Regions from separate parts of the Mus musculus genome. Here all the other regions are linked to region 1. Evidence: chromatin contacts called from public HiChIP or PLAC-seq, capture Hi-C and promoter capture Hi-C data. All regions are on one chromosome and are shown on one strand. Each heading gives the region's core, a stretch centred on a gene start, on an enhancer-like site or on the middle of the called end of the contact. The rest is flanking DNA. Distances are from core to core; before and after follow the strand shown.

What was found. Promoter capture Hi-C pulls out the DNA fragments that hold promoters and counts their contacts. HiChIP or PLAC-seq counts read pairs in DNA pulled down with a chosen protein or histone mark. Capture Hi-C pulls out chosen DNA fragments and counts their contacts.
Region 2: a capture Hi-C map of embryonic stem cells shows a contact between it and region 1, with 3 times the contacts expected there. The contact joins the promoter of Htr1d here to the promoter of C1qa in region 1. A contact is called at or near these places in 4 of 39 promoter capture datasets (HPC-7-derived erythroid cells, embryonic stem cells, hippocampal neurons and 1 more), 2 of 115 datasets of contacts at active chromatin or transcription factors (astrocytes and bone marrow-derived macrophages) and 1 of 9 other capture datasets (embryonic stem cells).
Region 3: a contact with region 1 is called in a promoter capture Hi-C map of liver, with 4 times the contacts expected there. The contact joins the enhancer-like site here to the promoter of C1qa in region 1. A contact is called at or near these places in 4 of 39 promoter capture datasets (the 3T3-L1 cell line, embryonic stem cells and liver) and 1 of 115 datasets of contacts at active chromatin or transcription factors (embryonic stem cells).
Region 4: a contact with region 1 is called in an H3K4me3 HiChIP or PLAC-seq map of bone marrow-derived macrophages, with 4 times the contacts expected there. The contact joins the enhancer-like site here to the promoter of C1qa in region 1. A contact is called at or near these places in 1 of 484 Hi-C or Micro-C datasets (bone marrow-derived macrophages), 5 of 115 datasets of contacts at active chromatin or transcription factors (bone marrow-derived macrophages, embryonic stem cells, microglia and 1 more) and 3 of 9 other capture datasets (embryonic stem cells, macrophages and pancreatic islet).

Annotation. Positions count from the first base shown.
Region 1 is chr4:136,896,708-136,902,757 of GRCm38.p6, reverse strand. C1qa (complement component 1, q subcomponent, alpha polypeptide) reads left to right here and starts at 3,914. Exons shown (of 3, transcript NM_007572.2): 1 at 3,914-4,012; 2 at 4,914-5,083; 3 at 6,030-6,050. The coding sequence starts at 4,921.
Region 2 is chr4:136,423,238-136,429,745 of GRCm38.p6, reverse strand. It overlaps Htr1d (5-hydroxytryptamine (serotonin) receptor 1D), which reads right to left and starts at 5,134. Exons shown (of 2, transcript NM_001285484.1): 1 at 4,996-5,134.
Region 3 is chr4:136,386,604-136,392,550 of GRCm38.p6, reverse strand. Gm31295 (a long non-coding RNA gene) reads right to left here and starts at 5,061. Exons shown (of 3, transcript XR_390837.3): 1 at 4,746-5,061; 2 at 4,477-4,665; 3 at 3,558-3,795. Within about 2 kb of position 2,245, at least 2 of the 459 cell types and tissues checked have an H3K27ac peak or open chromatin away from gene starts, as enhancers often do. A contact at or near this core is called in liver, where this site is marked.
Region 4 is chr4:137,374,808-137,381,320 of GRCm38.p6, reverse strand. No RefSeq gene overlaps it. Among named protein-coding and RNA genes, the nearest start is that of Gm52681, 9.1 kb to the left of the region's middle. Within about 2 kb of position 4,405, at least 76 of the 459 cell types and tissues checked have an H3K27ac peak or open chromatin away from gene starts, as enhancers often do. A contact at or near this core is called in bone marrow-derived macrophages, where this site is marked.

The DNA.
Region 1 (6,050 bases), core at 2,665-5,164:
TAAAAGGAGAGCTGGGGATGTAGCTTAGTGATAGAGAGCAGGCCTAGTATGTGTGAGGCCCTGGTTCAACCCCCCAGACACACACAGACATATATACAACAGACACACACACAGACACACGGGCACAGACACACACACACAAAGACATATACACACAGACACAAACATATGGACACACAGAGACACACACAATAGACAGACAGACAGACAGACACACACACATACACATTTGTTGTTGTTACTCTTCAGGTCCCTGACTCTATTCTACATGACTTTGTGAGCCACAGTCTTCTGCCTCCCCTCCACGAGTCTGAACTCTGTAGTCAGAGAAGAATGTGCCTGCCTACATTGTATTGGCCTGACGATGTTCTCTGTGCAACATTTCTGGGATTGTTGCTGACCCACTGTGTGTGAGTGTGTGTGTGAGAGAGAGAGAAAGAGAGAGAGAGACAGAGACAGAGAGGGACAGAGAGAGAGACAAGGACAGGGACAGAGACAGAGAGACAGAAAGACAGAAAGAGGACAACCTGAGAATCTTGTCTCATTCTTTGGGCTCTGTCCACCTTGGTGGTCTGTTTGTTTGTTTGTTTGTTTGTAGACAGTCTCTTACTGGCCTGGAACTCACTGGGTAGGCTTGGCCAACTGGTCAATGAGTCTCAGAGATTCACCTGTTCTCACCTCCCCAGCACGGGGACTCTATGCATCAACCCAGAACTTTACACAAATTCTAGGGATTAAACTCAGGATTAAACCACAAGGCAAGCACTTTACCCACTGAGCCATCTCCCCAGTCCTGACCACTTACCTTCCATGCCACTGCTATGTGTCTGTTTGGGGTTTTGTTTCTTTGTTGGTTTTTTTTTTAATCTTTTTTTTTTTGGTTGTTAAAGACAGGGTCTCTCTGTATAGCTCTAGCTGTCCTGGAACTTGTTCCATAGACCAAGACTGGCCTAGAACTCAAGAGATCTGCCTGCCTGTGCCTCCTGAGTGCTGGGATTAAAGGCCTGTACCACCACTGCCCAGCATGCTAATGCTATGTGTGCTAACGTGAATGCTTGGACTTCCTGCAGGTGTGTGAACACAGCCTGCTGAGTACGACCGTCCAGCATGTGAGAATAAGGCAGGCAGATAACCAAGTCCTTTCAAAGCCACGATAGAGCTGTGTCTAAGGAGTGCCAAGGGTCACCTGCCACTTCTCAGGATTGTCACTTTGCATAATGTACAGTTTGCTCTATGAAGACAGATACGAACTGGGAGAAAGTCAATAACTCAAAATTATTTTGGCCTCATAGAGGTGTAATGATGGTTTTCCATTAGCTTTTATTGTCCCACAGAACTGTAAAAAAAAAAAAATCTTAGTTTGTGTTACATTTAGTCATTTATTTTGTGCTTTCGTGGAGAGTGCACATGGGGGGGGGTCAAAGGACCACTTTTGAGAGTGGGTTCTCACCCTCTATCATGTGGCTCCCAGGAAGTGAACTAAAATCATCAGGCTTGATTCCAAAAGAACTTTAGTCAGTTTGTGGTATGTAACACAGCAGTCTTATGAATCGTCCAGAAGTCTTGTGATTTTGGGTGGAATCCTTCTCTTTTCTCTCTAGGTACATATGTGAGTTTTGGATGCCCTTCACTGAGCCAGGTAGGACCCTGAGGGTCTCATCATAGGCCACACATTCTAAGAACTTCTATTTCATCTATCTATCTATCTATCTATCTATCTATCTATCTATCCATCCATCCATCTATCCATCCACCTGTCTATCATCTATCTGTTTGTATGCGTGCTTGCATACCATAGCATACACGTGAAGATCAGAAGACAAGTCAGGTCATCAGGCATTATGGCAAGTGCTTTTACCCGCTGAGGCATCTCTCTGGCCCTCCTTTTTGTTGCTGTTGTTATGGCCTTATGTAGTTTGGTCTAGCCTCAAGGGAAGTGGCCTTGAGTCCTTGATCTTCCAGCCTCTGCCTTAGCAGTGCTGGGGTTATAGGCACGTGCCACCATACTTGATGTAATGGTAGGTTTTTGGTTTTTTTAACTGAAAATATATATGTGTGTATCTTTCAAAAATGGCGCTGAGGTGAAACTTGGGACCTTATCCATGCTAGTAGGTGAGTCTCTAAAGCTGAGCCACCCACCAGCCTTGTAGCTCTGATGTTGTTGTTGCTTAAATATTGATTTGAAGGGCTTGGCTATAGCTCAGTTGGTAGAACACTTGTTGCAGTAAATCTCCAACCCAAATATGTCCCAGCAATGAAAACACAGCTCAATTAATATGATCACATGCTGTGTGCCTAGATTGGGCAGATCTATGGCTACACTACCATCTTCTCCATCTATGAAACTCCTTAGGAACTTGCAGTTTCTCCAGGCCATGTGCTTCTGCTCTGATTTTCTTCTTCTTCCTCCTCTGCGTCCTCTCCCTCTCCCATTTTCTCCTTCTTCTTTCTCTCCACCTCCTGCTCCACCTTCCCTTTTATCTGCCCAACCAGCAGCTCTCCTTTATTTTACAAACTAAGGTGAGAAGAAGGTGTACAGGAAATCACCTGAGTGCTGACTCATTCCTAGTTCACAGCCACTCACAGGAGAACAGAATTAACATCAAATAGAATTAGCCCCAGGGCTATCCACAACAAACACTTGGCTAGGATTTATGAAGCCCTGGGTTCAATGGCCAGCTCTGAATAAAGCAAGCATAATGGAAGCACACCTTCAATCCCAGCTCTCAGGTGGTAGAAGCAGGAGGGTCAGGATGTCCAGGCCAACCCTGGATATATAAGAACCTGTCTCAGGAAAAGATGTTGGGGTCAGTGAGTGAAAGTGTTCCCTTCACCAACCTGAGAATGTGAGCTCAGATCCCATGGTAGGAGAGAACCAATTCCTCAAAGTTGACCTCTGACCTCCACACGTGCTCCACCGTAGCACACAAACCCACCCTAACATGCATATACAAAGAGAAACAATAAATAAACTATTTTTTAATATTGATGACATTTGGTGAATAAGTGGTTATCAGGTGCCCCGTGTTCTGCAGCTGCCTGACATTAAACTTTCACAACAACCTTCTGAGATAGAATTTGATCCCAGGTTACAGATAAAGAATCTAAGAGTGAGGCTGGATGGTGGTGGCGTACGCCTTTAACCCCAGGCAGAGACAGGTGGATCTCTAAGTTCGAGACCAGCCTGGTCTGCAGAGTGGGCTCCAGGACAGCCAGGGCTACACAGAGAAACCCTGTCTCGAAAAGAGAAAGAAAGAAAGAATGAAAGGAAAAAGAAAAAAAGGGGGGGGAAAGCAAGAGATGGCTCAGAAGTTAAGAGCACTGGCTGCTTTTCGAGAGGTCCTGAGTTCAATTCCCAGCAACCACCTGGCGGCTCACAAACATCTGTAATGAGATCTGTCGCCCTCTTCTGGCCTGTGGGCATATATGCAAGCAGAATGCTGTATGCATAATAAATAGATCGTTTTAAAAACAACAAAAAAAAGGTAAGGAAGAAACCAAGAGCGAAGAGATGTTGGAGCTTCCCAAAGACAGGCTGTTAGGGAGTATCGAGCCTTGAAACCCATTGCTATGTGCCTTCAGCCTCCCAGTGGTCTGTTCTCTCTGTTCCAGGTGGCCTGTCCCTTCTTTGAATTTTATAAGCACTTGGCCCTAAGCTCTTGTGTCTTTCCCAATCATGAAAAAAGCCCCAGGGTACAAGTTTGAAGACAGAGTCCTTCTGCCCTGATATTCTGTGCTTTTCTGGATCCTGAAGAACCCCAACCCCCATCTTCAGAGTCCTCCCCACAACTGTGGCTGGGCAGGACATCCCCTGTCCCAAACGTGCTGAGGTCCGCTTAAAATTTCCGTGTGTGGTGTCTGGCCCTGGGGAAGTTCAGGGGGTAGATTCCAAGAAGGGGAAGTCGGAAAGGATATGAAACTTGGCAGTGTCCTGGTGACACGCCTTTGCTGACGGGTGTCCCACCATCAGCAAAGGGCTGGAGCATCCAGTTTGATCGGACCACGGAGGCAGGTGAGACCAAGCCTGAGGGAGAGGGGGCTGGGAAACCAACCTTGGGGGACCACTCTGGAGAACTGAGGCGAGAGGGAAGAATATTGCTGCAAGCTAGTTCAGTGCAAGGGTGGATAGGCTGGGGACACTGACACAGAGCAGGCAGGTGGAAGGACCCTCTCCTCTGGCCAGAGCTTTGGGGAACCGTGAGAGCTAGTAGCTCAGAACCATGCTCCATGCCTCAGAAACACAGAAAGCCAGAAAGCGCTCGGGGGAGTCAGCGCCCAGCAGCAGAGGGCTTTGCAGGGACAGTCAGCCCTCATGTGGATGTGGAAAGGGGCTGAGGCTGCGGGAGAGTAGGCAGATGTTTGTGAAAGCCTGTGAGTGTGCATAGCTCACCATCTGGGCCGGAGATTGTAATTAAAACAGTGCTGACACTTGGTAAATATTTGTTCAATGAGATCCATCATCCGTGGGAGTGTGTGAGCCTGCGTGTCCAGAGAGCGGGGAGGTCTGTGTGGATATAGGAGCAAATGCTGGACAGGTGCAGAGCAAAAGGTAGTGTGGGGTTTAGGGCTGGGGCTAGGGCTAGGGTCAGGTCAGGGTCAAGGTCAGGGTCAGGGTCAGGGTCAGGATTAAGCCTAGAGCTAGGGCCTATAGGTTAGGATTAGGGTAGGGGGTGGGTGCTAGGGTTAAGGGCAGAGTAAGAAGGGTCAGGGTTCTAGCTAGGGCTAGGGGTTAGGGTCAAAGTCATTGTTAGTGCTAGTATCGGGGACCTGTGATCCAGACAGGCATTGAGGATATGAATGGCCCTAGACTGGGTCACATAACCTTGCGTGTAGAACATGGTAACATGTCATCATGGGACAGACATGTGATCCCAAGTGTCCAGCATACCCAGTGTCCCTGTGTGTCTCTGTAGGGACACCATGGAGACCTCTCAGGGATGGCTGGTGGCCTGTGTGCTGACCATGACCCTAGTATGGACAGTGGCTGAAGATGTCTGCCGAGCACCCAACGGGAAGGATGGGGCTCCAGGAAATCCTGGCCGCCCGGGGAGGCCGGGTCTCAAAGGAGAGAGAGGGGAGCCAGGTAAGCGTTCTCTCCGGCTGGGGTGCTGGTCCCGCACCATCCTGGAGGCAATGGTTTAGGGGTCCTGAGAAGCGATGGTGCATTTGAGTTCCAGGAAGTCACTACAGTGAGCGGTTCACCCCGGAACCTGAAGGCCTAGCCTTCTCTTGGACCTTGTCCCCAGCTTCTCTTTCCTGCTTTGACATTCCTCTTTCCCCTTTCTCCTCCAAAGACTAGGCCACACAGAGAATGGATGTGGATGGTCTAAAAAAGAGGCCCAAGAGTCTAGAGTCAAGAGCCATTGACTTGTTGGTTGACCTCAAACAAATTACGGATGCTCTCTGAGAGTCCATTTCCTCCTCCGTAAAATCGAGGCAGAGCCCTGCCTGGTGCGTAGAGAAAGATCAGCCAGTATCAACAGTCACTTGCATGTCCTTCCAGCCCTCTACTTTGTCCCTGCTCTCCTGTCCACTCTACCCTGTTAGAATTCATGATCCTGAGGAGGACGAGAGGGGAGGAGTTATGACCAGAGCCGGAAGAAAAGACATCCTGACCTGTCAACCTGACCCTCCCAGTCTCCTGCAGACCAAAAGGACCCTCATGCTGATTTGCACACAGTTGTGCCAAAGGGTCCTAAATATGAAAAAGGAGTTGGTGATTTAGAGACATGCGAGGTGACAGCACCATGGCTGGACTCAACTGAGCAACCAGAGAGCCAGCCCCACGTTTCCTAAAAATGCAGGGTCTGTCACATGGCTGCATTTGCTTCTCTGGGTTTTATAGTTGAAGCAGAGGCTCAGAGAGGTTAACATGCTTGCCCAAGACCACACAGCCAGTCAGGCCAGTCAGACTGGGTCTCTTCAAAGCAAAGGCTTTTTCTGTGAGGATAGGCAGGCTCTGGACTTCTTACCCACGATGCCCCACCCCACTCCACATCTACCAATCTGCTCGCTCTCTTTGCACACAGGAGCTGCTGGCATCCGGACTG
Region 2 (6,508 bases), core at 3,885-6,384, 470 kb after region 1:
ACTGAAGCCCCACCTCTGTCTCTTTGGAAAGACAGTGGTTCTTTTGCTTCTCTGAGTGTCTCCACAGGTCACTCCCGCTACCCAGAATGCCTCTTTTATTGTTTAAAATCTTTATTGTATGTGTGTGATGAGTGTGTGGTCCATGTATGTACACATGTGTGTGTACCAGCCAAATGAGGATACAGGGTGTCCTCCCCAAACACTCTCAGTCTCATTCCCTTGAGATGAGGTCTTTCAAGGTCACCATTTAAGTTATGCTGGCTGACCTGTGAGCTCCCAGGATCTGCTTGTCTCTGCTGGATGATCTGTGAGCTCCCAGGGTCTGCCTGTCTCTGCTGGATGATCTGTGAGCTCCCGGGGTCTGCCTGTCTCCTATCCCCAGAGCTAGAGTTACAGGTTACACAGCCATGCTTGGCTTTTTTCACATGGATGCTGGGAACTTGAACTCACTCAGGTCTCCATGCTTGTGCAGCAGCCCCTCTTACCTACTGTGCCCCCCCTCCCTCTCCTCCAAAGAAGGCTTTCTGGAAGTTTCTCTGGACCCCAGAGTAGAACGGATCCCTCCTGCTCTCCATACTAAGTTTCTGATGGAAGATTACATTTGGCCTCCCCGACTGTCCTCAGTTGCTGACTTCTGATGTCCCTGCCAGACTAGGGGTTCTGGAAGGGACTGGCACATGGGTGGTGGAGCCCAGTGTCCTTCTCCAGCTACCTGCAGGGCTCCCTGTTCAACCTCCCCATCACTGAAATGTCCTCTCTCCCCTGTGTGTGTCAGTCTGTCCCTCACGCAGGGCCTGCCTCACTCTGCAATGCAGAGCTTCTGCGTCTCACCTCTCCCCACGAGAAAGGTCGTTCCGAGAGCAGGGACTTGGCTTTGTTCATAGCTAAACATTTTAGAGTTGATACAGACGATCAATAAAAATTTACTCAAAGAGTGTGTGAAAGAATATAGACGATTCTACCCTTCTTAGACCTGTTCCCTCATCGCTAGTAATCTAAATGCCTTGTGGTGAGTCTATCTGACGTCCCTCCCTGTAGGAGCTCAAAACTCAGTCAAAGTCAGGCAGTGGTGGTGCATACCTTTAATCTCAGCAGAGGCAAAGGCAGGTGAGTTTGAGGCCAGCCTGGTCTACAGAGAGAGTTCCAGGACAGCCAGGGCTACACAGAGAAATTGTGTCTCCAAAAAAACCAACCAACCAACCAACCAACCAAAGAAAGAAAGAAACAAACAAATTCAGTCAAGTCCTGTCACTCAGACTACCTCTTGGCTGACCTCCATATTGCTGACCAAACCCTGGGCCTTGTGCCTGCCAGATAAGCATGCCCCGATTGGCCTCAGACCGGACACCCTCATGCCTCTGCCTCCTGAGGCATGGGTTCACAGGTGTGTACCACTAGGACCAACTTCTTACTTAAATGTATTGTTTTTGTTTTCTTTTGGCCAGAGGACAGCTTGAGGTATCCTTCCTCTTTCCACCATGATGTTCCCAGGCCGACAGGCTTGGCAGCAATGCCCACTGAGCCACCCTGTCAGCCCCTCTTGATGCTTTCTGGATTGGGGTGGAACCCAGGGTTTCATGTATTCGAAGCAAGCACTGTGCAGCTGAGCCCCCAGCCCAGCACCCAAACTGGTGCTTTCCCCCTTTCTGCTGTTTCCCCCAGTTATCTCATAAAAAGGAGAAAACAGAGTCCCTCCCCACACACACCATGACTCAACAGCACCATTGATAGCCTTGGTCTCTGTATCTTCCACCCTTCCAGGTTCTGTTCCCTCTCCCCACATATTTGGGACATTCGTTTGTCTTACATTGGACTGCTCTGTCTGCCTAAAGACACAATATCTCTGCTACAGATGCCACTTCCTCTGGAAGCCCTTCCCACCCACTCTCTGAAGAGTCACATGTAGCACAGGCTGGCTTTCAAGTAGCTAATATAGCCAGGAATGATCTTGAACTCCTGTCTCTACCTCCTGAGTGCTGGGACTACAGATGTGCACCATCATGGCCCGTTGTATGCAGCACTAGGGATCAAACCGGGCCCTGTTAGGCTTGCTAGGCAAGCACTCTACCAACCGAGCTATATTCCTAGTCCCCCAATCTCTCTCCTTGATCTCCTGACTTCAAGTCTATTTGTGGCTCCTCCTGTCTATGGCTAGAAGCTCATTGAAGATAATCCCACTCCCTACCCACTCCAGACTGCATCACTTGCAGCCAATCTAGAATAAGTCTGTTTATAGGACCCAAAAGTACCCAAAAGAAATCAGCAGCATTGGGTCCAGGCCTGGCTAGAGGGCTGGCCTAGCATGCACAGGCTCTGAGTTTGACCCCCTCCAAGACCTCACCCCCTACAATAATAATAATAATAATAATAATAATAATAATAATAATAATAAATGTTAGTCTCCCTTTCCCCATGTTCTCTCCCCCCCCTTCTCTCTTTCTCTCTCACTTTTGTTTTTGAGACAGTCTTATTTTGTAGCCCAGGCTAGCCTCAAACTCGAGATCCAACTACCTCTGTGTCCCAAGTGCTGGGATAATAGGTTTGAGTAGCACTCCGGCCTTCTCCACTCTGTGTATAGTACTCCAATAGCCCCTGATCATCCAGGACAAACTCCAAAGCCTCGCCAAGATCTACAAGTCCCCCAACTGTCTGCCTTGACACCATCACCTCTTTGACATCAGCTCCTACCTGCCTCCCCAGTCAGCACACCACTTCACCCACCAACACTCTCCTCCCTTCCGGTGCTACTCCTGAGATTGCTCTGGCCCTTAACACAAGCTGATACTTTCCACTTTATCTGTTTACTGGCGGTCTCTCCATTGCACACCCCCACCGGGCCCACATAACACATAGCTCTGTCGAGCTCATCATTGTGTCCCCGGTAAGCGGTGGCTTCCCAGCCCAAGAGTGCTCTAGGCTGGAGACATCCACCTATGAGTCATGTGCTCAGGGGTGGTATGGAGAGCCCGAGGGAAGGTGAGATCACCCAGGGAAAGAGGGTCTACCATTCGGGGAGGAGGGCCCAGGGCAGCAGGGCACCCAGTGCTGGGCATACGAAGATGAGCCTGCAAAAAAAAAAAAAAAAACAAAAAACAAAAAACAAACAAACAAAAAAAACCAACAAAGAGGAATATGTGGCCACAGTGTTCACTGTGGAGGGGGAGTCAGGGGGATGGGGACACCTTAAATTGGATCTGGCTTCCTGTATGTTGACCTTGGACCCTGTGGGCCTGCTGTGAGCCATCTCAACAAGGAGGGCTCCCTCTCAGGTCTGGGAATGCCAGCCTCAGAACATATTTCTGTCTGTGTTCATATCACCCTTGCCAAAAAGAAACGTTATCCATCCAGAGAGAGAAGGGACCACAGCAGATCCACTCTCTATCAGGGAGATAGTAAAGGCAAAGAGCCATCTTTATATTCCTGGTCCTGTCATCGGATAGAGAAGAGTGGGGGCCCTAGACCCTGCCACTTATACCTACTGGCCTGGACTCCAGCTTCCAATGGAGTCCTGGTCTCTTGAATAAAGCCCACTTTCTGCCAACCAACTGGGAAATATCAGTGATCAAAGCTCAGCTGCCCAAGTGGCCAGCTTGCTGTTGTCATAAAAGGACCATTATAGGAAGGGCTGAGAGTCTAGCCAATGTCACTGGCATGTAGAGGAAAGCACAGACCTGCAACACAAATGCCACTAGAAAACACCATAAGGTGTTCTCAGCCTTCCTGATGCTGCCGCTCTTCAACACAGTTCTTCATGTGGTGGTGACCCTCAACCATAAAATCATTATTTTTTTGTTGCTACTTCATAATTGTAATTTTGCTACTTTTATAAATCATAATGTAAGTATCTGTGTTTTCTGAACTCTTAGGCAACCCGCACCCCCACCCCCGTGAAAAGGTCGGTCGAGTCTCAAAGGGGTTGAGACTCAGAGTTTGAGGACCACTGCCATAAAGCAATTCCCAAGATGAGATCTGAGGTTGCTACTACAAAGCCTGGCGAGGAAGGCCGAGTTCCTGTCTGAGGTCAGATGTAATACTAGGCAGTGATTCCATTTGATTTTGCAAAGCAAACCTGGAGTGTGGTCGTTGTCACTCTCGTTTCATATAGGAGGGAGCCAATGCTCAGAGGACTAAGCAGCTAAGCAAGTAGCCAGGGCTAGTTTGCTAATGTGGCCAGCCTGAGAGTATTAGGATCTTAATCTCTGATGGTCCCCAAACCCAGCGAGTGGGAGCAGGTGGGGGTGGGGGTGGGGGTGGGGGCCGGGCCGGGGGCGTTGAGTATTACATTCTACAAGTACTGAGACTTTGGGCAAGATTTTTGCCACCTTCTTCCCATCTGCAATAAAGCCAATCTCCCTGAGCTCTCTGCAGTTCTGATGTTGCTCGAAAAGCTAGGATTTGCAGAGAACTTTACCGCGTATAAAAAGGCATCCACGGTCTCTCACCCACTCCCACCAATCCGCAGTGAAGGGAAGCGTCCTCTCCATTTGAGAGATGTGCACACTGAGGCTCAGAGAGAAGCAGTGACCTGCCCAAGGTCACAAGCAAGTCAGGGCCCTTTCCAAACCCGAGCTCCAAACTGGACGCTCCTTCAAGTCCCCTCCCGTACTGGCGTCACCCCTGACCTGGCCGGTAGAGGGCTCCCCGATTCCCTAGGCCGTCACCGGGGCCACCTGGGGGTAGACGTTTCACCTCGGGCCGAGGTGGGGGGGCACTCTTGTCCAGTGGGATCTTCCCAGAGCGCGGGACACGGAGGACGCTCTCCCAGGGTCCCGCAGCCTCCCCTGGGGAATCCCTCCACCCACCCCACGATCCAGGGCTTTGGACAACCATCCGGGATGCTCCCTTCGGGCCCCGATGGTCCTTTGGGACCGTCTTTCCGTGCGCTCCTGTCCCGTCCGAGAGGCGCACAGAGGCGGGACGCCAGGTGACCCATCAGGACCCGCCCGGCTAGGCTCAGCCCCGCGAGGCTGCGACGCCCCAAGCTCCCGCGCTTACCAGCTCCCTGCCGGGAGGTACGGAACAACGCCGTGGGCGCCTCGCACCCCTGAGGGCTGCAGCCCGGCCTCCTCCACGACCCCCGCTGAGCTCCGGGCGCCGCCGCCCTCCGCGCCTGCAGCTCGGGCTCCGGGCTCCTGCCCGCGCCCGCCGCTGCTCCGTGCTCTGCTCCCCGGCTCCTCCCCCGCTGGGCTCGCTCCCCACTCGGCCTCCCGCCCACAGCAGGGGAGGCCCGCCCGGAGCCCCTGCCCCAACCCCACGGTAGGAGGACGCAGGGGATGCGGGTGGAGGAGGCCCACCTGTAGGAAGGAATGGACTGTCCGGGGAAAGTGGACCGTGCCTAGACTCCATCCGCGGGTTCCTCACAAGCTGAGTCTCCCGCCCCCTACCTTTAATTTAGCAAGTATTTATCGATCTGCTTTATATCTGCACCGGCTATGCACTGGGCTTAAAACCATTGTGCAACCCCCGCCCCTTGGGGCTCACGTTCTACTGGGGCGGATACGATGTACTTAATGAGATGACAGATGTTTCAGGAGGAAAATAAAGCAAGAAAGGAGGTGGGGAGTGGACAGGGTGGTCGGAGGCGGTGGGAGGGCGGGGGAGGGGAGAAAGTCTCACCGGGAAAGCAGCCTCTCAGGACAGACCGGAGGTAGGAAGCGTCCCGGCCACACACCAGAGGTGGAATGAGTACAGTTTCCTGCTGGGCAAGCAGAGTGATCCCAAAGTTGGGGCAGCAGATATGACCGCCAGCTCCCTTATTCAGCGTTTAGTAGGGGCTGCGGATGTAGAGAGCCAGAAAAAGAAAGAGAGAGAGAGAGAGAGAGAGAGAGAGAGAGAGAGAGAGAGAGAGAGAGAGAGAGAGAGAGCTGAGTTCAAAGACAGGGAGGGCAAAGACTCCTGCTTGACCAGGTTCCTTACAGCTCCGGTGGACCTGGCCTTCCGTGTCCTTGCCCACCCACTGTGTCTCCTTACTGTTTGTATATTCTCATGTCTTGTTATCACCAGCATCCACCAGTAGACTGGTTATGTGTTCTTGATGAATTGACCCTATTAGCATCATGAAGTGACCGCGACTCTTCATCCCTGGTAAAAGTTGTGTCTTTGAGTCTCCTTTGGGGGGGAGTGCATAGGGAGATCCGGAAACACCCACCAGCACCCACACAGCTGTTTGACATCTGGCACACCAGCACACTGAGAACTCAGCAGCTATTCCACGCCTTGCTTGCAGCGTCCTTCCGTGTCCTTCTATTTGCGCCAAACTCTCTGCCCACCTGGCCCTCCCCTTCCGCCCCCACCCCTTGCTCTCCTGGTCTGTCATTTGTGATTGGCTTGGAGCCTCCATCTCTCTCAGTCTCTCTTTTTTGGAAGGCTGTGATCAATGGTCATTAATAATGCAGAGGTTCTTTTTGTCTTAGCGCAGATCCCAGGCAAATAAATCCACGGCATGAATAGACAGGAGTTATGGGCAGCCACACCTCAATCAGCCGTCTCTCCTCTCTTTAGGCCCTTG
Region 3 (5,947 bases), core at 996-3,495, 510 kb after region 1:
GGCCACATAGTAAGACTCCATCTTAAAAGAAAATGGCAGGGGTCAGGGGGAAGGCTGGAAGATGGCTCAGCGATTACAGCAAGCGCTTGCTGAGTTCGGGTCCCAGGTCCTGGGATATCCCACATCTTAGGCCTCTCAGGGCAACTGCAGCCATGTGCACGAACCAATACACAGGCACACACAAGCACCCATACTAAAAAATAAACTACTCTGAAAAGAGAGAAGATGAGCAAATGTGTCAGGTCTGCGGGGAAGCTTAATAAGAGAGCACAGGCCCAGGGTTCCTTCTAAAGACTCAGCCCAGGAACACAGCACAAGGCTCCTCCATCCCCATCCCTGGCTTGTGGTGTCCTCTCAGGTCCCTTCTGGCTGTACAGACGTAGAGAAGACTTTGCTGCAGCAGGGAGAATAAGAGCCACAGTCTGACAACCCGTGGGAATACCTCCCCACTCAACAGCAAAAATGTATTTCTGTCTTGACATCTACAATGGAAGCTTAATTGCTGATAAGTAGCTGACAACCAGTAGATGCCATCCGGGAGCTAAATCTATAACAGACTCTAGGAGCTCCTTCAGAATGCCAGGCTCCTAGTGGGTGAGGGGGAGCCAACAGATTGGGGCACAGTGCATCATCAGCTTGGTCAGGGAACCCTGGGGTCAGGGAAGGCAAACTCGCCCTACCTCCATCCCCCATCCCCCATTCCCCCAGCAAGGAGTGGCAGCAGAGACAACAGGTGCCACTCCGAAGGCCACTTCCTCCGGGGCACTGTGGTCATTGCTTTTGTGGTCATGTAATATTGCGGATGGCACTGTAGGCGCTGTGGTGAGTCTCAGTGAGGGCCACTACTTATCTTACTGAGGACTTACTGTGTGCCTGTCTGTCTCCTGAGCATGTGAGGTAAAACAGTGCTTTAGTGTTCGAGACTGTATGACCAGGGGTCCAAGGTTCTGTTTCCAGCACCCACATTGGGTGGCTCACAACTACCAGGAACTTGAGCTCCAAGGGATCGGAAGCCCTCTTCTGGAATAGTCAGGTATATCACACGCGTGGTTTGCACACACACTGTGGTGGACGAGGGACCTAAGCAAGCAGTCTGGCTCAGGGCCAGGGCTCTACCTTCCTACACTCCTATACAAGATCACTATATCTTACAAGATCACTCCAAAAAGCCTGGTTACTGTCATCTCATCTTAAGGATAGTGACCAAGACTCGGGTAGATCGAGTGACGCCCTTAAGGTTGTATTGCATATATGTGGCAGAGTCAGGGTCCAGTGGAAGGCTTATGTGTAGTCTTTAGTTTTTTTAAAGATGTATTTATTTTACGTATGAGTGCTCTCTCTGCATGCATACCTGCGTGCCAGAAGGGGGCATCAGATCCAAGTACAGATGGTTGTGAGCCACCATAAAGGCACTTGGAATTGAACTCGGGACCTCTGGAAGAGCAGCCAGGGCTCTTAATCGCTGAGCCATCTCTCCAGCACCCAGACTTATACATATTCAAAGTCCTTGCTTCTCACTGTCCATCCTCTTTTGGTGAGTTTGTGCCCAGCTCTCTGAGGAGCCACTGAGACAGAAATTATAAATGCTCTCTCAGGCAGGACACATTTATCTTTGTTATGGAGCTGTCACAGAATCGATAGATAGAAAGTCCGCTTTGTAAGCAAAGTGTTAGGTAAGACACCTGGTCACAGCCAGGTCATACTCAGTGACACAGGATGAGGACACGGGGCTTGAATTGCTTCTGGCTCTAAGGCTGGAGTTGCCAGGAAGCTCAGGTTCGAAGCCCTGCTTGGGGCTGGAAATACAGTGCTCACCTTGAATGCACAACACCCTAGGTACAGTCTTCAGTGCCATAAAGCCAAAGCAAGGCACAGAGCCCCTAGAAACACCCCCTTTCCTTTCTTATCCCTTCAACCCCCATCCCCCATTTTTAAAAAAAATTTATTTATTTATTATATGTAAGTACACTGTAGCTGTCCTTAGATACTCCAGAAGAGGGCATCAGATTTCGTTACGAATGGATGGTTGTGAACCACCATGTGGTTGCTGGGATTTGAACTTGGGACCTTCGGAAGAGCATTCGGCGCTCTTAACCACTGAACCATCTCGCCAGCCCCCGTCCCCCATTTTGAAACAGGATCTCAGGTAATTCTGGCTGTCCTTGAACTCCTGATCCTCCTGGCTCCACCTCTCAAAGCTGGGATTAGAAGTGTTCACTACAGAGCTTGGCTCAACTCTCTCCCTCACCTCTTGCCAGAGGAGAAAGTCCAGGATGGGTATGCAGGGATTCCGTTAGTGTCCGTGGCATACTGACTACAGGGGTGACATGATGGTTTCTTCTTTCACAGTTCTACTGGAGGTGGAATGGGAAGGCTGAGGCTGGAAGCCCCGTAGAAGTGGAAGACTGGGGCCAGAAGTGAAAACCTGGTAAACACATCCTGCGTGGAGTTAGGAAACTGTCCATAGATTCCCCCAGGTGGCTTTTCCTAGGCGAGTCACCTATACAAACTCATTAGACTGTGAGCACTCCAAGGGGACAAGAGCCTGGAGCTCTGTCGCCTGGGCTCAGATCTCAGCTTGGGCCCCTTGTCCATGTGGACAACTTCCTTTCTCTCCCTGTGCCCACAGTTCCCTCATCTGTGAATTGGGAACGAAATGACACCTGTTCTGCAGCATGCAGTTAGAGTTTATGTACATTGCCTGCAAAATGCCTAGAGCAGTAGGGGTTTTTGGGTGTTTCAGGTTTGGGACGGGGTTGGGAGAGGGGCAGGGCTGGGGTCCGGGTAGGTATGATGTAGTGAGTGCTGCCTCTTGTCCTTACTGAACCTTGTATCCCCTAGGCTTGGCACAGGAAATGCTGATGGCAACAGGTGACTTCCAGCTCTCCCTGTTGTCCCATTTAGGGATGAAGCAGCAGGAAACGGCTTCAGTGCAGCGGCCCGCAGCACAAGCTTGCCAGCCTCTGCTGGCCTGGCTGCACTTAAGAAAATCTGTCTCTTTTGCCCTCTGTCCAGCCTCAGCCGCCCCCTCTGGGTGTTCCCTAAGTAGCTTCTGTCTGAAAGCAGAGAACTTATAGCAATCCTCCTGCCTCAGCCTCCTGAATGCAGGGATTAGGAGCATGTGTCACCACATCCAGATCTTTTTTTCAAATTAGGTGAGACCTAAAGAAATGTTAAAAATCTTAAATAAATTAGGAGACAGGTAGAACCAAGATTTGAACTCAGGCTGGCCTTACTCTAGAGTTAGAGCTGAGGAGCATGGAGCCTGAGGCTGTTAGGAGACCATGGACCTTAACCAGCTTTTTGCCAGTATTAAAAATACACGAAGCAACAATTTCTTTTTTTTTTGAAGGATTTATTATTTTATGTATGTGCATACACTGTCGCTGTCTTCAGACACACCAGAAGAGGGCATCAGATCCTATTACAGGTGGTTGTGAGCCACCATGTGGTTGCTGGGAATTGAACTCAGGACCTCTGGAAGAGCAGACGGTGCTCTTAACCACTGAGCCGACGGTGCTCTTAACCACTGAGCCATCTCTCCAGCCCCATTGTTGTTGATTTTCAAGACAAGGTTTCTCTGTGTAGCCCTGACTGTCCTAAAAGTCCCTCTGTAGACAAAGGTGGCCTTAACTCAGACAGCTGCCTGCCTCTGCCTCCCAAGTGCTGGGATGACAGGAGTGTGGCAGCACACCTGGATGAAAAGAGATTTCTTCAGCTCGAAGATTTGGAGTTAGTTGCATTTGGTCTCTGGGGAAGGTGCGTGGAATGTCAGGACAGAGTAAGTGTTCACATCTGGAAGCAGTAAGCAGAAGGGAGAGGGTGGGAGCCAGCCTTGCTCCCTCATAAGAACCCCCTGTGAGAAGTATCCTAATCTTCTCCCAACGCAAAGCCCAGCAGCCCCCCCACCCCCCACCTCACCGTGCTGACTCAGGGACTTTACATTGACCCAGCCCCGGCTTTGATCGTCCTTATGAGAGCTCCAGCAATCAGGAAGCTGAGGCAGGAGGATGGCTGTGAGTTAGAGACCAGCCCACAGTGTAAAACTATGTTTCAAAACATAAAGGGGGGCGTGGAGAGGGAAAAACAGAAGAGAGGAAGGAAGAGGGGGAGGAAGAAGAGGAGGAGGAGGAGGAGGAGGAGGAGGAGGAAGAGGAGGAGGAGGAGGAAGAGAAGGAGAAGAAGAAGAGGAGGAGGAGGAAGAGGAAGAGGAGGAGGAGGAAGAGAAGAAGAGGAAGAGGAGGAGGAGGAGGACGAGGGAGCACCAGCCAGCAGAGCACTTGCTTAGCATACATAAGACTCTGCATTCAAACTTCAGCACCACAGATTATTTTTGAAAAAGTGATAAAAATGTAGATTTGGGGGCTCAGAAGAAGGCTTAGTCAGTAAAATGCTTGCTACACAAGTGTGAGGACCCGAGTTCAGATCCCAGCACAGCACCTATCTAAACAGTTAGGTGGGGTTGTGTGCACCCACCTGCCTGGAGCAGTTCAAGGTGCGAGCTCTGGTTAGCTCATGGGGAAGAGAGGGGTAGGAACTCCACCCGAAGCTGATGCAAGTCTTAAAGCCAGCGCTCCTCCTCAGGAACTGCTCTCCTCCGCTCAAAGATCCGTCCTCCCACAGGGACAAATTGGTATTCTGTCCTCTGGCTTCCAATTCTGTTTGCTATGAGATAACAGCCTTTTTTTTCAGAGTGGTCCCCCCTCCCCACCTCCCTCACCCCCACCCCCCCACCCTCTGCTCACCCTGAATCCCAGTACAAGGCTTCCTCAGATGAGGAGACATTCAAAGGTCTCCGGCTCTGAGCTGTCTTCATTTCACCTTGTCTGCCGAGAGCCAGCGCTGTGGTTTCAGGCTGCCTTGTGCCTCCCCGGGAAACTGTCTCCAGAGTGTGACCCATACAACGGTTAGTGAGGACGCGTCTGCTGTTCCTAGCACAGAAACACGGTGCTCCAAAGACTGACCTGGAAGCTGTCTACACTGCTGCAGCACCGGAGGAGACGAAGGACGCAGAAAGCCATGCTCCCGTTGCAGGCATTTACAGTTAATTAGGAAGGAAGAACATAGGAACAATTACAGATTGGCTAATACCCCCCAGGTGCAAATTAACCTAATTCCCAAGCTGCCGTCGCCAAGGTCATCATGACCCAATATAGCCAGCCTCCTGGAGCGAGGTGCCAGCCATGGCCTCCCTTTAAGCTGCCTATTTGGAGTTGCCAGCATAGGGAATTATCTCCTCACCATGTTTATAACCCTCTACTTTAGAGAGCAATTTTTCTCTAACATTTCTTTCTCTGGCCCAGCCCTAGCAGGGAGACGGGAGATGGGACCGTTGAAGACTGTCTAGACTTCCAGCCTTCAGGCTGAGACTCGCAAGTCTCAGTCCAAGTTCTGCATTTAAGGTAATGCAATTGTGGGGCCAGCAAGATGGCTCAGCAGGTAAACATTTGCCGCCAGGGCTGAAGACCTGAGGTGTCGAGATTCTGGGAATCTACCAAGTCCTGAAAATTATCCTCTGAACTCCGCCCACATGCCATGGCATGACCTGACTCCTGGCGCCAACACACACGTACAAATAAATAGAAAAAGAAATTGTAAGATTAGACCATCTGGGGGCTGGTAAGATGGGGCAGCGGGTTAAAGCGCTCACTATACAAACCCGATGACCTCAACTCCATCCCAAGGCTCCTTGATGAGTTTCAGTATCAATGGATAGAGTGAATAAACTCCCCAGACTTGTCCTCTGATCTACACACACACACACACACACACACACACACACACACACACACACACACACACAGAGTATACTTCCTATAACTATCATCATCATCATCATCACCGTCATCACCATCATCACCATCACCATATATAAATAAAAAATGTGAAGGGGGCTGAAGAGATGGATGGCTCAGCAGCTCAGAGCACTGACTATGCTTCTGGAGGA
Region 4 (6,513 bases), core at 3,156-5,655, 480 kb before region 1:
CAGAACATGAGCATATCAAGAATAGCAGGGTTCTAAGGATAATGAGTAGCTGCGGGAAGGGAACTGGAGGGAAGGTAGGATACTAGTGTGGCCTTTGAAACGTGTAACAGGTACTTGAGATACTGAGGGGCCTGGAGGCCAGCACACACTCTGCTGATAGGCACCACAGGTAGTCATACAAACCTACTGCCGGTTCCAAGGGAGCCAGGGATCCCATCCCCCGGGCATCCCTTTGGTAGATGGGAACCAGATCCGGGAGCTCCTGGGGAACGCTGGCTTTTACTACCCACCAGAAATCTTCCTAGAGTCCAGACTGAGCTCACTCCTGGATATGGACGCCTTTGGGGTTTGGGGAATTGGAATGTCCTTTGGTTCCTAGGGGCAGGTTGTAGAGATGGCTGGTTGCTAACACCTGACAGTTTCATCGAGCTCTTGGTCTGTATGTTTATGTCCTGATATGCTGTGGGTGGTGTAGCCTTGTGGGCTTTCCTTCATTTGTTGCAGGGCTGCATGGAATTCCTCTGAATAGCTAATAGCACTTTAATGATTTACCAGTTGATGGACACTTAGGTTGTACCCGAGAATCTTATTTTCCTACCGATTTCATTCACCCTTTCGGTGACTAAATAATTTTTTTTTAATCTAAAATCCCCATGGTGCTGTTTTGTTTTATCTTCTGACTATAAAAATATCAGACCCAAAACACCTTATTAAAAAAGAGGTTCATGCCGGGCATGGTGGCGCATACCTTTGATCCCAGCACTCGAGAGGTAGAGGCAGGTGGATTTCTGAGTTTGAGGCCAGACTGGTCACAACCATCTGTAATGGGATCTGATGCCCTCTTCTGGTGTGTGTGAAGACAGCTATACTGTACTCATATACATAAAACAAATAAATCTTTTTTTTTTTTTTTTTTTTTTTGGTTTTTTTGAGACAGGGTTTCTCTGTGTAGCCTTGGCTGTCCTGGCACTCACTTTGTAGACCAGGCTGGCCTCGAACTCAGAAATCCGCCTGCCTCTGCCTCCCGAGTGCTGGGATTAAAGGCGTGCGCCACCACGCCCGGCTAAATCTTTTTAAAAAAGGAAACAATAAACAAATAGATAATAAAGAACAAGCTGTAGCAGGAACGTGGCTCAATTATGGTAGAGTGATTAACCAGTATCCAGGAGAGGTTTTGATCCCAGAACTGCATAAAGTGGGCGTGCTAGCCGAAGGTTGCAGTGGGCGTGCTAGCCGAAGTGGGCGTGCTAGCCGAAGGCTGCAGTCTTAGCACTTGGGGAAGGGCAGAGGATCAGAAGTTCTAGGTCATCTCTGCTACAAAGTCAGTCTGAGACCCGCTTGCACTACAGACACAGTCTCAAAACAGTTAAGACAACCATTTCCAGGAAAGTAGCATTAATCCTACCTAAGGGTAGTGCCATACGCAGTGACCTAATTGTCTGCCAGGCCTTATTATCTTTATGCAATTTTTTAAGCTCAGGCTGTCCTCAACTTGGTATGAAGTGGAGACTGACCTGGAACTTTTAATCCTCCTGCTTCTACCTCCTGGGCGCTGGGGTTACAGGATGTACCATTACATTTGGCCAGGCCCTACCTCTTAAAGGTCTCTCCTAGCATTGTTGGGAACCAAGTTTCCAACCCATGACTCCCTCAGCAATACAAGCCATTCTTTGAGTTTACATTTAAAAAATTTTTGTTTTAGATTTTTACTTAATTCACTTCACCTTTTAAAACGATTTGTGTGGGTTTAATTTTATTTTATTTATGTGTGTATGTACATAGTTGTGCAGATGCCCTCGGAGGCCAGAGGCATCAGATACCCCCTGAAGCTGGAGGAGCATCTCTTTAGCCACACAGACCACTTTTAAACTAGCAGTACCCACAGGCTGGTGAGCCAGCTCAGTGGGTGAGGGCGCCTGCTGCCAGGCCTGACGAGGGGAGTTCAGCCCCTGGAACTTGCATGCTAGACAGAGAGAACAAGCTCCCCAAAACTGTCCCCTGGCCTCCACAGATACCCTCACATAACAAATGAGAGATGTAATCTAAGAAGGAGCCCTCTGCCCTGCCTCTGCCTCTCATTCCAGATTACTCACAACTTTAGGAGGAACGAGCCCACTCTGCTCAGTGGGCTAAGGCCAGATAATGAGAACTGTCTGTCCTGTGTTCCAGGAATATCCAAGAATGGGGACTAGAATCAATTCAAACTTCAGAAAGTGGGTCAGGGAAACTCAAGAGCAGCTTAGTAACACCAGGGGCTAAGAAGTGGTCCGCTGGGACTGGCGAACCGTTAAGAGCCTGTACTGACTGCTCTTGCAGATCTGGGTTCAGTTCCCAGTGTTCACTCTGGGCAACCATGTGTATATCGTAACTTCAGCTCTGGGGCAATCTGATGCCTCTAGTCTCTGAGGGCCAATGTGTGCTCATGTAGGTATGGACTCACACACATACAAATTTTTAAAAAGTACTTAATGGGCTGGAGAGATGGCTCAGTGGGTGAGAGCACTGACTGCTCTTCTGAAGGTCCTGAGTTCAAGTCCCAGCAACCACATGGTGGCTCACAACCATCCACAGTGAGACCTGACACCCTCTTCTGGTGTGTCTAAAGACAGCTACAGTGTACTTACATATAATAAATAAGTAAATCTTTTTTTAAAAAAGTACTTAATGCAGGACAGGTAGTGAGTATTAGTAACTATGATGGTTAATGTTAAGTGTCAGCTTGACAGAATCTAGGGTCACCTGGGAGGTGAGTCTCTGAGCATGTCAGTGGGGATTATTTTCATTGCCTTAATAGAGGTAGGAAGATGGACACAATGGACAGCACTGTCCTCTGTCTGGAATTCTGGACAGCCTGCATTCACTGCTCTTTTTCTGATTGTGACTAAGATGTCACCATCTGCTTCATGCTCCTGCAGCCTCCACTTACACACAGTGATGGATGGACCCTTGAACCACAAGCCAGAACATGGTTCTCCTTAAGTTGCTTTCATCAGAATATTTTTTAAGGCTTACTTTTTTAAAAAAGAATTATTTCATGTATAGGAGTACACTGGAGCTGCCTTCAGAGGAGGGCATCTGATCTCATTACAGATGGTTGTGAGCTACCATGTGGATGCTGGGATTTGAACTCAGGACCTCTGGAGGAGCAGTCAGTGCTCTTAACCGATGAGCCATCTCTCCAGCTCCTATCAGATTATTTCATCATATGGAGTTGGAGAGATGACTCAGTGTTTAAGAGCATTGACTGCCTATCTTAGGGTTGTATTGCTATGAAGAGACACCAGGACCCTGACAACCCTTGACCATGAAACAGCCCGTCTATTCTGAGCTTTGTAGTCCAGGCTGGCCTTGAACTAATAGAGATCTATCTTCTGCCTCTATCCTGAGTGTTGAGATTTAAGGTGTACCCCACCATGCCCAGCCTTAAAAATTGAATCTTTCGTCACAGCACCAAATGAGAAACTATGACAGTGAGACAGAGTCTCACTGTGTAGTCCTACCTGACTTGGAATTCATGTGCAGGCCAGACTGGCTTTAAACTCACAGAGATCCACTAGGGATTACCATGGCTGGCCAGTTTGTTTTGGACACAGGGTCCCTTGTAGCAAAGGCTGGCCTGTGTAGCAGAGGATGGCCTTGATCTCCTCCCTCTGTCCTCCAAAGGCCAGGGCCATCAGCGTGGGCCACCAGGCCTAGCCACTGTTAATGATTTTTGACTGTGTCAATTGTTGCCTAGGAAACAAACCTGAGCAACTGTCTGAGGGAGAAGGAATTTTAAATGCCAGCATTCCTGCTATGAAGATTAGGGAGTGGGTAGTTCATTGGGGCCATGTGAATGAAAGACATGATTTGAAAAACAGCATCACTATAGAAGCTATGCTTTTTAAAACCGTATTTATGTATGTGTGTGTGGTGTGTGTGTGTGTGTGTGTGTGTGTATGTATGTGTTGTTGTGTGTGTGTGCATGCTCACACACATGGGGGTGTCACAGTTTGTGTGTGGAAATCAGAGGACCACTTAATGGGAGTTAGTTCTCTTCTTCCACCATGTGGGTCCAATTGTCAGGCTTGGTGGCGAGCACCTGTACCTCTGAAACATCCGGATGGTCTCAATGGCAGGGGTTTGTTGATTGACTGACTGATTGATTTGTTTATTATAAGCTCTTGCCGTTCTTCCAGCACAAAACAGCTGGAGAACAGTTAAAACAAGAACAAAGAACAGCCAAGTAGATGTAAGTGGATGTAAGTGAATAGAACATTTCCTCCTTTCATCACGTTATCTCAGACCTGGCCAACAATGTTCCCTTACAAGGGCTTGGGGAAGGAGATGGGAGGGAGGCTAAGGGAGTGAGTGCTGGCCTAGTACAGGAAGCTCTGAGCTCCACAGGAGCTTGGGGCAGGATCAGAGAAGTTCAAGATCAGGATGGAGAGTTGGCTCAGAGTTAAGAGAATGCCTAGTACCCTTGCCTACAACTATCTGAGACAGGAGATATGATGCCCTCTTCTGGCCTTTTTGGGTTTGCACACAAATTTGCAGTGTCTCACGTGCATGTGTATACACACACACACACACACACACACACACACATCTTTTTGTTTTGTTTTTTGAGACACTTTCTGTATGTAGATATGACTGTTCTGGAACTTCCTCTGTAGCTCAAGCTGGCCTCGAACTCAGAGATCCACCACTTGCCTCTACCTCTGCCTCTGAGTACTGGGATCAAAAGTGTGTGCCACAATTTCTGGCTTTGATTTTCATACTTCTATCCATGTGGGGTGGTTTTTTGTTTTGTTAGGTTTTTTTTTTTTCCCTTAACCTAGTGTTAAACTTAGCATAGTAGGAGGGAGAAATGGGTACAAGTTGCTAGCAAGGCCAGGATTCTTAAGGGAGGCACAGTGGCAAATGTGCCTCTCTTTAATGAGACCCTGGCTACAAACAAACTAACAAAAAGGTCATCGTTCGTCTTCCTTTGCACTTTAAAAACCTCCAGCTCTCAGCCAGGATTAACACATTTTCTCAACTGCCTCTAATGATTCAGCAAGCAGCGAAATAAAAATAGACTTTGTGGTGGCTTTATGAATAAACCCCATCAGGCCGGGGTACAGATCCAAGAGAGGAGGGTGGCTCAGCAGCCCTTCTGGTCTGCTCTTGTTGACCTCCACTTTGCTCTGCTCTGTGCTCTGTGCTTTGGAATCTGAAATGCATCCCCCACCCCCCGCCCTACCCCTACCCCTGCCCCAGTTCTAGGATGGAGACTCAAGAAATAAGAGCAGTCCAGATGGTCAAATGAGGTCATGGCCAAATGACAAGGTGGCTGAAGAGTCAGAAGTCGTCCTGATGCTGGCTTCCCAGGTCCAGGTTCTACCCGAGAGCCTTGACGAAGACTGTTGAGGATTTTGAGACCATGACAAGGAAGTCATACCCGCACCCCCCACCCCCCCCCACCCCCCCGGTCCCAAAATCCACATCTCCCATCCTCAGGATGGTCTACTGTGGTTCTGCAGCCGGGCCTGGGACTGTCCTTAGTGATCTCCTGTAATCTGCTGAACAGTGGCTGAGACCCGACAGCAAGGGAAGAGATGGTGGAAATGCTGGCACAGAGGCGTCTCTAAGCTGCTGCCTCAGTGCTCAGAGCTCAGGTGTCCAAGATGTTGCCCTGGAGTCAGAATCTCTGACAAACGCTTGTTTCAGCTTGCCGTGCCTCTGCTCCAGAGAGGTACACCAAAGGCTCCCTTTGACGCAAGATCCTACCGTGGCTATGAGAAATCTGAGCCGCTGTCTTCTTGGAGCTTGGCTTTGAAGGTTGCGATAAACATTCCCCAGGCTGTGACTGTGTGGCTGGGCTGCTTTCTTAGCTAAGGAAACTTGGGACTGAATGCTGAGAGTCCCTTTGTCCTCTTGTTGGGACAGTGAGCCCGCTGCTTGTCCTGGGTGTTTGCTGCTTGTTTCTCCAGCTGACTCCTGTTAACTTGGAGCTCATGATTTTCTGTTTTTGGTATGAACGGAACCTTCTGTAACCATTAGTAGCTCATTTCCAGTGCCCTGGAAATATTAAGACCTTACTCCCACCTCACCCTGGAAATATTAAGACCTTACTCCCACCTCACCCTGTGTGTGTGTGTGTGTCTGTGTGTCTGTGTGTCTGTGTGTGTGTGTGTGTGTCTGTGTGTGTGTGTGTGTCTGTGTGTGTGTCTGTGTGTGTGTGTGTCTGTGTGTGTGTGTCTGTGTGTGTGTGTGTCTGTGTGTGTGTCTGTGTGTGTATGTGTGTGTCTGTGTGTGTGTGTGTCTGTGTGTGTCTGTGTGTGTGTGTCTGTGTGTGTGTGTGTCTGTGTGTGTCTGTGTGTGTGTGTGTGTCTGTGTGTGTGTATGTGTCTGTGTGTGTGTGTGTCTGTGTGTGTGTATGTGTCTGTGTGTGTGTGTCTGTGTGTGTGTATGTGTGTGTGTGTGTCTGTGTCTGTGTGTGTCTGTGTGTGTCTGTGTGTCTGTGTGTGTGCGTCTGTGTGTGTGTGTGTC